Regions from separate parts of the Mus musculus genome. Here region 2 is linked to region 1. The links are chromatin contacts, called in public promoter capture Hi-C maps. All regions are on one chromosome and are shown on one strand. The core of a region is the stretch at or near the end of the contact, and the rest is flanking DNA. Distances in the headings are between cores, read along the strand shown.

Region 1 (6,821 bases), core at 1,795-4,294:
CCATTGTGAAAATCAGTCTGGCAGTTCCTCAGAAAATTGGATGTAGTACTACCTGAGGACACAGCCATACCACTCCTGGGCATATACTCAAAGATGTTGCAACATATAACAAAGACACATCCTCTACTCTGTTCATATCAGCCTTATTTATAATAGCCAGAAGCTGGAAACAACTCAGATGCCCTCAGAAAAATGGATACAGAAAGTGTGCTCCATTTACATAATGGAGTACTACTCATCTATTAAAAACAACGACTTCATGAAATTCTTAGCAAATGGATGGAACTAGAAAATATCCTGAGTGAGATAACCCAGTCACAAAAGAACACACATGGTCTGCAGTCACTGATAAATGGATATTAGCCCAGAAGCTCAGGATACCCAAGATACAATTCACAGATCATATGAAGCTCAAGAAGAAGGAGGACCAAAGTGTGGATGCCTCAGTACTTTTTAGGAGGAGGAGCAAAGTACTCATGGGATAAGAGTGTGGAAGGGACTTGAGAGGACAAGAGGAAGAGGAGAGGGGAAGGGGGACAGGATCAGGTATGGGAGGAGAGAGGGATGATATACAAAGGAAAAGGAATTTGAACAGCGGTGTTTAGCAATGGGGGACAGGAAAGGCCATCAAGAGACTGCCCTACCTGGGGATCCATCCCATGTAAGACACCAAACCCAAACACTATTGTGGATGCCAAAGTGCTTGCTGACAGGAGGCTGGTATAGCTGTCTCCTGAGAGGCTCTGCCAGAGCTGACAAATACAGAGATGGATTCTCACAGCCAACCATTGGACTGAGCACAGGCACCCCAATGAAGGAAGTTCTGAAAGAGGTGAAGTATTTTCCAACCCCATGGGAACAACAACAATATCAACCAACCAGATCCCCTCTGGCTACCAGGGACTAAACCACCAACCAAAAAAGTACACATGGGGGGACCCATGGCTCCAGCTGCATATGTAGCAGAGGATGGCCTTTGTTGGGCATCAATGGGAAGAGAGGCTCTTGGTCCTGTGAAGGGTTGATGCCCCAGTGTAGGGGAATGCCAGGGCGAGGAGGCAGGAGTGTGTGGGTGAGAGCACCCTCATAGAAGCAGAGAGAGTCAAGTTAGGGATAGATAGGGAGTTTCTCAAGGGGAAACCGGAAAAGGGGATAACATTTGAAATGTAAATAAATAAAAATCCAATTTAACTTTATATGCCTCAGTACAGGGGAATGGCAGGGCCAAGAAGTGGGAGTAGGTGGGTAAAAGAGTGGGTGGGGGAGGGTATGGGGGACTTTTGGAATAGCATTGGAAATGTAAATGAAGAAAATACCTAATAAAAAATGACAAACATGTCAAGAATAAAAATAAGTAAACAATCCTATTTTTAAAATCCTAAAAACATACAATATTTTGGAATGAAAGTAACCAAAGAAGGAAAAGATTTGCACAATGAAAACTTTAAAACAATAAAAGAACTTGAAGAAGTTAAAAGAAGACAAGAGGCTTTCCAATTTCATGGGTTTCCAAGAGCTGCCAAACACCAGCACTTGGAAAGCAAACCTCGATGATTTTCTACCCAAGTAAATCTGTGGACCCTGCCAGATGAGTGATGGTATCCCTGGAATCGCACTGTTTTTATATTGACTTTAAAGCTTCCTATAAAGCATCCAGTAGTAGTTGGTGTCCTTTTCCCCCATGTCTCACTATAACAGTAGTACAGACACCATCCACTATCCTACAAAGGAAGAAACAGTCAGTCAAACACTGCTTTAAGCTCTGAAGCTACCAGATGTTCAGCTTTTTTCCTTGAGTTTCCAAGGCTTCATCTGCTGGCACTACATAGCCCACAATCTGCTGTCTTTTCCCATTAAAAATCTCTCAGGGGTCATTTTCTTAATCACTTATAGAGGACAGTGAAGCTATAGTACAGAGGGCAGTTACTGCCCAATTACTTTTTTTTTTTTAAGCTGAGGTTGCAGTTGTATGTTTCTCATAACACTATGCTCTGGGAAAATATGGCCTAGGAACCACTAATGAATGAATGGATGCTTTGGAAAGTGCTTAAACCAAAAGTGATCCATCACAGATATTTCCCTATTCAGGAAATGTTCAAGCAAGTACTGTTGTGGTCTGCAGATCACAGCACAAAGCACCCAGAAACGGATCTCAGTTAAACAGGGCTGGTTTATTGAACACACACCCTAAGACTGATTGAACAGGGGCTCAGCTCAGATACAAGAGCTATTTTCCAGGGTCAGTTTATATAGGCAGAAAATCATAATGAGCTCATAAGCGGGTGAGGGGAGGGCTGTAGGGTGGTCAACCTTTTTCCAAGTCTTTTTTTTTTCAAGCTGTCCTCTATCTTTCTTTGCTCTGAGTGAAGGCTATGGATTGGTAATTTCTGATGATGATGACGACTATTTAAGCCTCAGAATATGGTCAACTTGACCTTTCTTTCAGTCAAACTTTTTCTTTTAATTTTAAAATGTTTTTATCTTCTTTTTTCTTTTTCTTTTTATTAGATGTTTTCTTTATTTACATTTAGGATGTTATCCCCTTTCCTGGTTTCCCCACTGAAGACTCCCTATCCCCTCCTCCCTCCATCTGCTCATCAACCAACCCACACTGGCTTCCTGGCCCTGGCATTCCCCATTACTGGCTGTGCCTACAGTCAAGCTGCTTTTGTGTCAAACAAGCTGGCAGGCATGAAACAAAAGTATTACAGCTAAGGTAGCAGGCTTCATCAATTCCAAGGAACAACAGACTCTGAGGAGCTCCCCTCTGACCACTTTCATATTGAACAAACAAAGAAGGGTGAGGTGGCTGAGTGACTCGCTTGTATCTCCTTGTGATTCATCTTCTTTCAGATGAGAGTGATTCCTAGTGACCCACTTGTAAGTCTACTAGACATAAAACATGCAGTGTTGCAATTTCTCTCTCTCCTGTGTGTGTGTGTGTGTATGCTTCTTTCTAGAAATTACATTAATAACAGGAAATAAAGTGCTCTATTTTAAGAGCTGGGGAAATCGAAAGCTATGAACAGTGCTGGGAGGAGCCCAATTTCATCTTAAGTCTCCCCAGGAAGACAGCACACTGTAAGACATCCAGCCCTGCTCAAGCTAGGAACTTACTTTAACCAGTTCTCTTGCCCCCCTCCCTGTTATTTTGTAAATACTACATTTTCTCAGCATTTAATGAGATTGCAATGCATTCTGGTGTACTTTTTTGAGTCATTTCTCTTTCTACTCAAAACAGAGAAACCCCATTTCCTGACTTGCTGAAGATTTATCATCTGAACATTGCTGAGAAATTTCACTGAGGTAAGTCTCTCCCCTTTTATATATAGAAGAGATAGCTCCATGAAACCCACAAGAACATAGGGGATCAGTGTGGTTCTTCCCAGTGGCTGGTGGGGAGAGCACAGATTGTTCAGCTGCCAGCAGGGCAGTGAACCTGCTGCAACAGGTTCTGATACCACATTCAGGAAGATGACAGCATCTTTCTTTCTCCATCCCTCGAGCTTGTGGTAAGAAAACATGAGCTTTGATTAGTGCAGGTTATAAAATTAGCTTCCTAAGTATAAAGTCAATAAATGGAAAACAAGAAGGCTTCAGTAGCCTGGGCTGGGCGGTGCACGGGAATCTGGTGGCTGGACTGAGTAAAAGACAGGTTAGTGATATAAAAATTTACTGTGATATAATATTCAGTGAAAACATGCATTTGAACAATGAGCTTCATCATCTGGTCTTATTTTAATATTAGACAGCATGAGAACTAGTGGACATGTGCAGTAAAACTTTCCTAAGAATCACAAATACAGTTATTCAAATACTTCCTGTTTCAATATGCATATGTAACTCTTTCTTTCTCTCCCCTTCAAAAAAGGGAGTAAGAATAGTATTTAGTCACTGAGAGAAACTTTTTGTCATCATGAAAGTTATTCTTTGTGATAGGCTAAATTTTATTTATTTTTGTTTTTATTTTGTTGTCATAAAATATAGGGACTATGAAGGTCAGTTAAATACAATCATTTCTGTTGTCTATTTTGTCTACTTTTAGGATATTTTAAAGGCTTTCTGTATCCTCTGGCATAGGACTCCGTGTGTACTCAAACTTTGTAATTTAAATGTCAATTTGAGATTTGTACCTGGATTAGACCTATCTTGCTAAGTTTCTCAGTTATCCTGCTCAAACTTTCCAAATTTTTCCAGATCTTTTTACCCTACTAACTTAGTAATGACTACACTGTCATATTAACTGTAAACCTGTGGGTTCTCCTTTTTATCTTTTTAAAAAATTTACAGATTTGTGTGCTCTCACAGATATTGAATGTATGTGATGTATATGTATGTGCATGGATACGTGTACTTGTGTGAAGATATATTCATGTTTCAATAGAGCTGTGAAATAATGACGAAGAACATGCACTATTATTAACTGATAAATCCATAGTTAAAACTACGTTCTTCTAAGATGGGAGAGTTTATCTTTCTGTGGTATTTAATAATAGTTTTGCCTTCGGTTCTATTAAAGCTCCACTAATGTAGATAAATAGGATGTTCTTTAGTTTCTAGAGAATTTAATTTTAGATTTCTCCACTGTTGGGGAATCTTTTATGAACAACCTATAGGTAAATTTCTTAAATAACAATTGGCAGACCTTGTCATTGGACTGGTTAGGTCCCCCCGGGTAGAGTGGCAATCAGCAGAGTTTTGTTTTGCTTCTGCTACTGTTATTTCACCTGTGATGTTCTTTATGTTCTCTTCCATCTGTCCGTCAACGTTGGTGATGTACTTCCTTTTAGGTGCACCTACTCAAGTTTGAAATTTTCATTATAGGAGAACCGTATTTTCTTTGATAAGTGCATTTTGCTTATATTCACCCTCTACCCCCTTCCATAATCCCTTCCAGGGACATACTGTCTACCCTACCCACTAAACTCGGTATTTCCTTTTGTTTTTTAAACCCATCAAGGACAGTTTCTGTTCAACCAAATAGAGGCCTCATATGCCTTTAATAAGAATGGTTCTTTTTTTCCTCAGCAGCTATCAAGTGTCAAAACTTCCTTAGCTCGTTATGGGACTTAGTGTCCAATGCCCACTCCCCTCCTAACTTCCTTCTGTGATTTTTGTCTTGCATAAACGTGCACAAGGCTCAGGATGCTTCACAACTGTTTTGAGCTCACATGTGCTACTTCCCAGTGGAGTTTGGCAAACACTGTGCCCCTGTAGTCATCTGCCACCCCTGACTACTAGAATTTTTCTTCCCCCTCTTTATAAAGTATTTCTGAGCAGAAGGGTAAGATTGCTGATTGTGTTCCTCTGCATAGTGTGCACAACAAAGTGTGCATAGTTAGAATGTAGCTTCTGGGTCAGTTAAACTGATTTTCCTGTATTCTATGACTCAAGGATGTGACATCTATATCGTTATGGAAGATTTTGGGATATATATATATATATATATATATATATATATATATATATATATATATAGTAACCTATATAGATAAAAGTATAAATTTAATTTCTATTGCTTACATATCATTTTTGTGTGAAATAGTTGTGGTCCTATTCTTGATACATTCTCAGAAGGATAGTGATTAATCCCTAACTCTTAACTCTTGGAAAAAAGTTTCTATTCTCTCTGGCAGGTTCTACATGTACTTTTACCTCCAAGGGAATGGGAGATTTAGATTCCTTTGTTGATTTTCTGGCATTGGGGGAAAGTCTGACCTTTTATGCCCTTTATTTCTTTGTTATTTGTTCTATAAATTGGTACTGTCATTTTTTAAAAGAAACTGTCTCCTAAGTTCTTGGAATATAGTTATATCTTTTGTAGAACAGTTCAGTAAGCCAGGGTCATTAACTTTATTGAATTCCTGATGCTTGCTCAGGATGACTGTAGAGGCAGCAAGAGAGAGCCAGGGGAAACAGTTTTTTGTTTTAAGAAAAAGTTCCAGGCTCATCATAAATTCAGCTGTAACCATGACTGACAAAGTGAAACTAAACCTTACCATACTGCCAAAGCCAGGAGGAACTGAAGCATAGGAGCTCCCTAGGATTGGAGCAGGAGTCCATAGTAGGTACAGTAAATCCAAAGGTCCTTGTCAATGGAACTGAATCTATCTGGGCCTTGCCATAAGAAGCTCTAGTCACAAAACAAAACCATTGCACCATTCCCAGGGTTTGCAGCATGGCTTCTGATGTGTGTGTATACATACTTATATGTGTGTATACATATATACACATATATACATATATGTATATATACATTAATGTGTATATAAATATATAAGGAATCTTCTACAGTAGTAGATTTTGGTATGAACTTTTTTGAAATGTAAATAGTGTTAGTTACCCCTCCCTCCATTCCTTCCACTACCCTGCTCTTCCATTCTCCACCTGATTTAACTCTTAGATTTTCAAAGTTTATGAATGTATCCAGAGAAAGAAATGTGAGAATGGCTTTCCAAGCAATGAAAAAGAAATCAACTACATCATAAATATTGACAGTGGAAGGAATGCTGTATATTTTGAAACATATGATCTCAGGAATAAAAATAAACATAAATAGATTATTGAAGGGCTTCCAATATATTTCAGGATGAAGGGATATTTTTAATAAATTAAGAAATTATTAAACATTTTGAGAGGATTTAAAGATAGTAGGTAGAAAATAGTGACTATGTACAAGTAAGACTCACTAAGGCAAAGCTTGAAAGGATACAATCAAGAAACTATTGACGCTGGGCAGTGGTAGAGCATGCCTTTAATCCCAGCACTTGGGAGGCAGACACAGGCAGATTTCTGAGTTAAAGGCCAGCCTAGTCTACAGA
Region 2 (6,821 bases), core at 2,019-4,518, 89 kb before region 1:
AATGCTATCCCAAAAGTCCACCACACCCTCCCCCCCACTCCCCTACCCACCCATTCCCATTTTTTTGGCCCTGGCATTCCCCTGTACTGAGGCATATAAAGTTTGTGTGTCCAATGGGTCTCTCTTTCCAGTGATGGCCAACTAGGCCATCTTTTGATACATATGCAGCTAGAGTCAAGAGCTCCGGGGTACTGGTTAGTTCATAATGTTGCACCAATGATCCTAATTCCAAACACACGAGATGATCTCTAAATCTTAGAACTACTGGCTTAGAGATGAGTTCAGTAAACGACTAAAATCCTAGAGGTCTTCGGTTTTGTAAACATGTGGTGTGTTTTAGAACTCATTAATCTCTGACAGAGATCAGATCTCTGAGATTTTGGCAATACTCATGACATGATTTAGACTCATCTCTCTTTGAAGGTCTGATTCTCTTCAGGTACATGAACTGCAGTTTGGCAAGGGCTAACGGGCCAGGATGAGCTAATATCCTTCGCTTCCTGGAAGGAAAGCTCAGCTCTGACAGTTCAGCAAATGCAGTACTGTCTTGATGATGTGTAGGGAAGGATCACAGCCCAGAAAAGTTTAAAGCTTGGCATGGAAAATAAGTTCAATTACTATTAAGGTTCTGTCTTCTCTACTGTGGCCTTCCTCACAGACCTGAAATACTTAACACATGGGCAGTCACACAAGATCTTGGCATCATAAAGAAGATACTTGATATGTTTTACTGCAAAAAATACCCAGTTACCTTTAAATTCTATGACGTTATTTTTGGATTATTTGTCTTTATCATTTGTGGAAATTTGGGGTTTATAGAAAAGGGTGTGAGGGCCAGAGAGATGACTCTGAATAAAACCATTTACTCACAGACCCAATTACCTCTATTAATTATGCTGACTCAGTGAAGTAGCCGGAGAGTTGTCCACTGATCTCCATATGATCACTAGGGCATGCATATAAACACACGCATGTAAACACACACACACACACACACACACACACACACACACACACACACACATACACACACACACACACAGAGGGGGGATTTAAAATGAATGAATGGTGTCTACATTACAGTCTCCATATATACTTTGCTCCAACTCATGTACCACCTCCCTCACTATCAGCATTTCCCAACACAGTGAGGCATTCTCTATATGAACACATTGATATGTCTCCATCAGCCAAATCTATAATTTGCATGAGATTTTTTTCTCTTCATGTTGTACATTTTGTGGATTGGGGCAAATGTGTAACATTAGCATCCTATGGAGCCCATTGCCCTGGATATGACCTGTTCTTCTCCTTCCTCCAAGTCGATGTAATGCCTGACATTTTTTGTTGGCCTCCATCTACATGTTTGCCTTTCTACAATGACAATTATTTGGAACTTGATGTGAAGAAAGCATCTCTCCTCAGGCCCAAGCAAAAGGCTCCATTCTCCCAGCAAACACAGCCATTCGTTTGTATGGGTAAACTCCTGTCATTGGAAGAAGTACAGTTTCTTGTTGGCTTTAAGGTACTGTGCCTTGGTTGGTGGAAAGACAGTCTTTCAGTTGCTTGCAGATTTACCCTGATTGGTACAAATTTTCTTGGCTGCAAACAGGACATCCACTCACTTTTGAGTAAGTGGAAAACTTATCCTAGTTTAAGCCATGTTATTATAATATTAGGCTCCATTAAAAGTTTCACTCAACTAGCCTTTTCTTGCCTTTTGTTTCTACCTGGTAGAGAGAACTAAACTGGTAACCATAAGAAAGGTAAGAAAACAATGATCAGAAGAGAATAGAGTGCCATTCCACAGTCAAAACTCTGACCCATAATTTTTTCTGTCTGGAAAAACTGCAGAGATGGAAATGGAGACGAGCCCGAGGAAAAGAAGATCTAGATACAGGCCCAAAGTGGGATCCAGCTCAAGGGGAGGTCCAAGGCCTGACACTATTACTGAGGCTATGGAGCGCTCACAAAAAGGGACTTATCATGACTGCCCTCTGAAAGACTCAACAAGCAGCTAGTCAGATGCAGATATTGGTAGGCAGCCAATGAACAGAATCTGCTGACCCCTGAGGTTGAATTAGGGAAAAGCTGGAAGAAGATGAGGAGGAGGGTGACCCTGTAGGAGGACCAGCAGTTTCAATTAACCTAACCCCCCCGAGATCTCTCAGACACTGGACCACCAGCCAGGCAGCATACACCAGCTGATAGGAGGCCCCCAACACACATACAGCAGGGGACTGCCAGGACTGGTTTCAGTCAGAGATGATGTACCTAACCCACAAGTGACTGGAGTACCCAGGGAGTTTAGAGATCTGGTGGGGTTGGGGTTGGAGGGGACATCCTCATGGAGTCAGGGGAGCAGTGAGGAGGTATGGGATGTAAAATAATAAGAGGGTAGACCAGGAGGGGAATAAAATCTGAAGTGTAAAATAAAAGAATAATTTAAAAAAGAGAGAGAGAAAATAGAGTGGTGGAAGTGGCATAGAGGTGTCAGGGATAAAGACAAGCAGGGCTATGAAGAGCTGAAGCCTGAGATACTGTTGACTGACTTCCAGGTGCATACCGAACAGCTACCAGTCCTTAAGGGCCAAGAATTCTAGCACCTCAGTCAATGAGATATGACACCAGCCACTCTCAAGGTCCCAGAATCACAAAGGCACTTCCTGTTTGTTACTATCTTTCACCTGCTGCTTCCAGAAGTTGATTATAAACTCCCAAATTCTGAGCTGGCAGTTGTGGTTAAATCCCAGAACCATAAATCTCCAATCCAAAACCTCTCTAACTTCTGAAGGGTTTGGTGCTTGTAAATCCTGGATGTGTTAGACTATTTCCTAGGCCTTGAGTACTTTATTGCAATAAAAACTCCGACTCAGCGGTCCATGACTCCTATCTAAGTAGAGCAGAAGAACCTTGGTCAGGGAGTTTTAACACCTTGATCTGGGTACACCATGTATGTGAGTTTTGTGTCTGGTGGCCAGTGTATATATGACTGCTACAAAAGTCAAAAGGTTAGGACTTTCTTATTTAGTGAGATTCAACAGAAAAGAATGTGAGCCTGACTAAGCTGTGATTTTTTTTTCCCATAGTGACCACAGTGTTTAAGGGAAGCTAAGAGGTTTCCCAGGCCAGGGAAATTGAAAGCTATGAACAAAACTGGGAGGAGGCCTGGCTATTTCAGCACTCCTCACCCGAGGGAGACAGCACAGTGAGAGACACCCAGTGCTGCTCAAGAAGTGAAACAACTCTGAGAGTGTCCTAACCACTGGTGTCTTCATTTATACCCCATTTTTCACTTTCTCAGTTACTGAATTATCTGCCTACCTACTCAAACCAAGCAGGCCACTTCTGTTGTTGAAGATCTCAGCACCTGTACATTGCTGCCGAAATTCCAGGGAGGTGAGTCCTGTCTGTTTCTTAAATATATGATCATATCTATCTGTGGAATATAAAGGAACATAGAAAAAAATCAGTATTGGAGTTGGGGGGGGGGCGGTAGCCAGGGCTAGTACCAGCTGCACTCACAGCCTTGAACCTGCTGTAGCTGGTTTCTGATGCTTCACTAGGAAGATGGCAGATGACAGAATAAAGATGCCATCCCTATTCCCATAACTTTTCATGAGTTAGTGTTTAACACTGGTCTTCAACTATCTTCACTAGAGAAGGCATGGGAGCAAGGTGTTTGTGGTGAATGACTGTGTAAAAGACCAGACAGAAATGAGAAAAATGATAACTAAAATAATGTTAAATGAAAACCACACTTCAACATGAATATAGTATCTAGTTTTGTGAATATACAAAACTGAGATTTATACAAAACATGAAAACTCATTATCCTATAGAAGAAAATGTTCCAGTTTTGTGAATAAAGTTATTTAAATAGAGTGTCTTGACATTTTTATGTTTAGCTCTCCTCCTAGCTCCCTTATGTATGAGATGTTAGAGACAATATTTGCCATACTCTGTTCTTCATTCCACTCTGGAGGTGAACTCTAGTGGGCTAAAGTTAAACTTGTTCACTGTTACTATTTTTTTCTCAAATGTTTCAAATTTTTTATCGTGCTTTGCTTAAATTTTCAGTAGTTGAGATATGCATAAATTTGAAACCATAGTCATGATTACTCAGTGTCGTATTTGTTTAAATTTATGTTATTGCTTGTTATTATTATTGTTGTTTGAAAAATAATTTCATTATTGAATCCTGGTTTGCCTGGAAAGTGGTGCATAGCTGAGGCCAGTCTCAAACTTATACTCTCTGCCTCTGCCTCTGCCTCTGCCTCTGCCTCTGCAGCCCTTGAATCATAAACATCCACTACCATGTCCCTGTTAAATGTCTATGATTAATTTTGTATTTTACTACATAGTACTATTTACTGTCATGGGAGTAATGTAGTTATAAAACTAAAATCTGTTATAATTTGGTAATTATATAATTAAAATGGTTTCACTTTTCTTGGTTTGAAATCTTTCACTACTAAGCAGTGAGCCTCCAGGTTTTATGATAATTTCTTGGATGGTCCTTAGCTATATTAATGGAGGATTTTGGTGTCTTTAAATTACTCTTTCAGCATCAAATTTTTCTAATATTTTTGAAATCCATTAAATAGTATTTTGTCAGCAATCCCAAGGTATTCTTTTTTTTCTAAACCACTTTAAAAATTGTCTCATTTTGTGCTTTTGTTTTGTTTTGATCTGTTTTATTTTTATTTTTTTTTGACAAGGTCTCACACTATGTAACATTGCTCGGCTTAGAACTGACTATGTCGACCACGATGGCCTCAAATTTAGAGATTTTTAACAATCCCTGCCTTCTAAATGCTATATACTTTTATATTTTTATTTTAAAAGAGTTATTATTTTTCTACCTTATAGACCTTTATAAGGCATACTATAAAATCAATGTGCATATATAATGGGTAGTAGTCTAGTCCAAGTAACAAGCACTTCCACATCTTCAAAAATCACTAATTGTATGTGTTAGAATTTCATATTATGGGATGAGACTTATGGTGTGTTTTGATGTCCTTTATTAAACTTCTTCATGTTTCCCCTGTCGCTGCCTCTTCCTCATCTCTATTGACCACTCTTCCATTTCATTCTGCAAAGTTTATTTTTGTAAACAACTGAAACATGATGTATTTGTGTCCCTTTATCTGCCATGTTTTACTGAAAATATTTATCTCCAGTTTCGTTCAAACTCATTCAAACTCCAAATGGCAGAAATTCATTGCTGTGAATGGCTAATGAATACTTGATGTGTGTTTTGTAGGGGAGTGAGCAGTTATATACTAATCTCAGTATGTATGTGGAAATCACAGAACAAATTTGAGAAGTTGTTTCTTTATAAAAGTTCCGGGGATCTAATCTCAGGCTATAAGGCTTGCACAGCAGATACTTCTCCCTGACCTCTTAATGTCTACTTTCCATGCAACTGTTTTGTTTGTTTTGTTTTGTTTGTTTTCATTTTTGTAATAGGGTCTCACAATCAAGAATGAGCGTGTGTTCCTGACCCTTCTCTCTCTACTTCCCCAATAGTGGACTTTCATACATGTACCATGCTACCTGGGTTCTCATTTTCTTTATAACTCATCCAATAAAAGATATTTAGCTTTATTCTGTGTTTCAGCTATTGTGATTAATAATGCAACAAATATGCAAGTGTAATTGTTTTCTGTGTATGGCTGTTTCATCTCCATTGGTTATATAACTAGTTTTTGAAAGGAGTGGAACACACTGGTTGTTCTTTTTGTATTTAAAGTATTTCTATATTATTTTCTATCATGTGTTCACACTAAATTATATTTCTTCCAACAGTGGGTTACATTTCCTGTTTCTCTGAATTCTTTTTAGAATTTATTTCTTCTCTGTTTAATAATAAACATTGATCTGCATATAACATTATATATCACTATAGCTTTTATTTAAATATTTATATAATTTTATGCAACTTACTCTGAAGATTTGAAAAACTGAACCATTTTTAAGAATGTATGTTTAGTAATTTTTAATTTTTCTTTATTCCTAACCATTTAATCCAGGTTTAAAGTAAAAAATCAAATCACTTTGTAACTTACACCAACTCCCCAATTTCTTCCCTCAACACATTCCCCCCATCCAATCTCAAATCTTCTTTTGAGTATGTTTGTGTAAGATAATCCACTACACCTTTGGTACAAGGAGTCAGGATCTGACAGACAGTTAACAAGGGAAAGGTTCAGGTACCTAAAAGGAAGAGAAGAGAAGCCACAAGCCAACACTCCCAAGTTCTTGCACAGAGGCATATCTCCAGACAACTATTCATCACAACTACACTTGACCCAACTCAGCTATCATTATTAATAACACAGATCATTTTAAAGGTTTTTCTAGTAAGGCAATTGTTTTCCAATATTCCTTGTAACATAAACAGCTACTATGATGCTCTCTTTCTGTGAACATACCTATGTGCAGTATTTCCACATAGCTCATTCATTCCCATAATCATGTCTTTTTAAAAAATTTCTGAATACATGTACAATATATGCGAACTTTTTCTTCTAGTATAACCAACAACTTGAAAGATGGAGAATGAATATAAGAGACTTGTTCTGCTGGAAGGACTTGAATGTATCAATAAGCATCAATTCAATTTATTTAAGTCATTGATGGTCAAAGATTTAAATCTGGAAGAAGACAACCAAGAGAAATATACCACGTTTCAGATTGCTAACATGATGGTAAAGAAATTTCCAGCTGATGCTGGATTGGACAGACTGATCAACTTTTGTGAACGTGTACCAACTCTTAAAAAACGTGCTGAAATTCTTAAAAAAGAGAGATCA

What was found. Promoter capture Hi-C pulls out the DNA fragments that hold promoters and counts their contacts.
Region 2: a promoter capture Hi-C map of macrophages shows a contact between it and region 1, with 10 read pairs. The contact joins the promoter of Ifi205 here to the promoter of Ifi203 in region 1. A contact is called at or near these places in 2 of 39 promoter capture datasets (the C10 cell line and macrophages), 1 of 115 datasets of contacts at active chromatin or transcription factors (CD8 T cells) and 3 of 9 other capture datasets (adipose tissue, liver and pancreatic islet).

The regions. Positions count from the first base shown.
Region 1 is chr1:173,938,715-173,945,535 of GRCm38.p6, reverse strand. It overlaps Ifi203 (interferon activated gene 203), which reads left to right and starts at 3,044. Exons shown (of 10, transcript NM_001302649.1): 1 at 3,044-3,081; 2 at 3,242-3,306.
Region 2 is chr1:174,028,202-174,035,022 of GRCm38.p6, reverse strand. Ifi205 (interferon activated gene 205) reads left to right here and starts at 3,268. Exons shown (of 7, transcript NM_172648.3): 1 at 3,268-3,399; 2 at 6,541-6,821. The coding sequence starts at 6,561.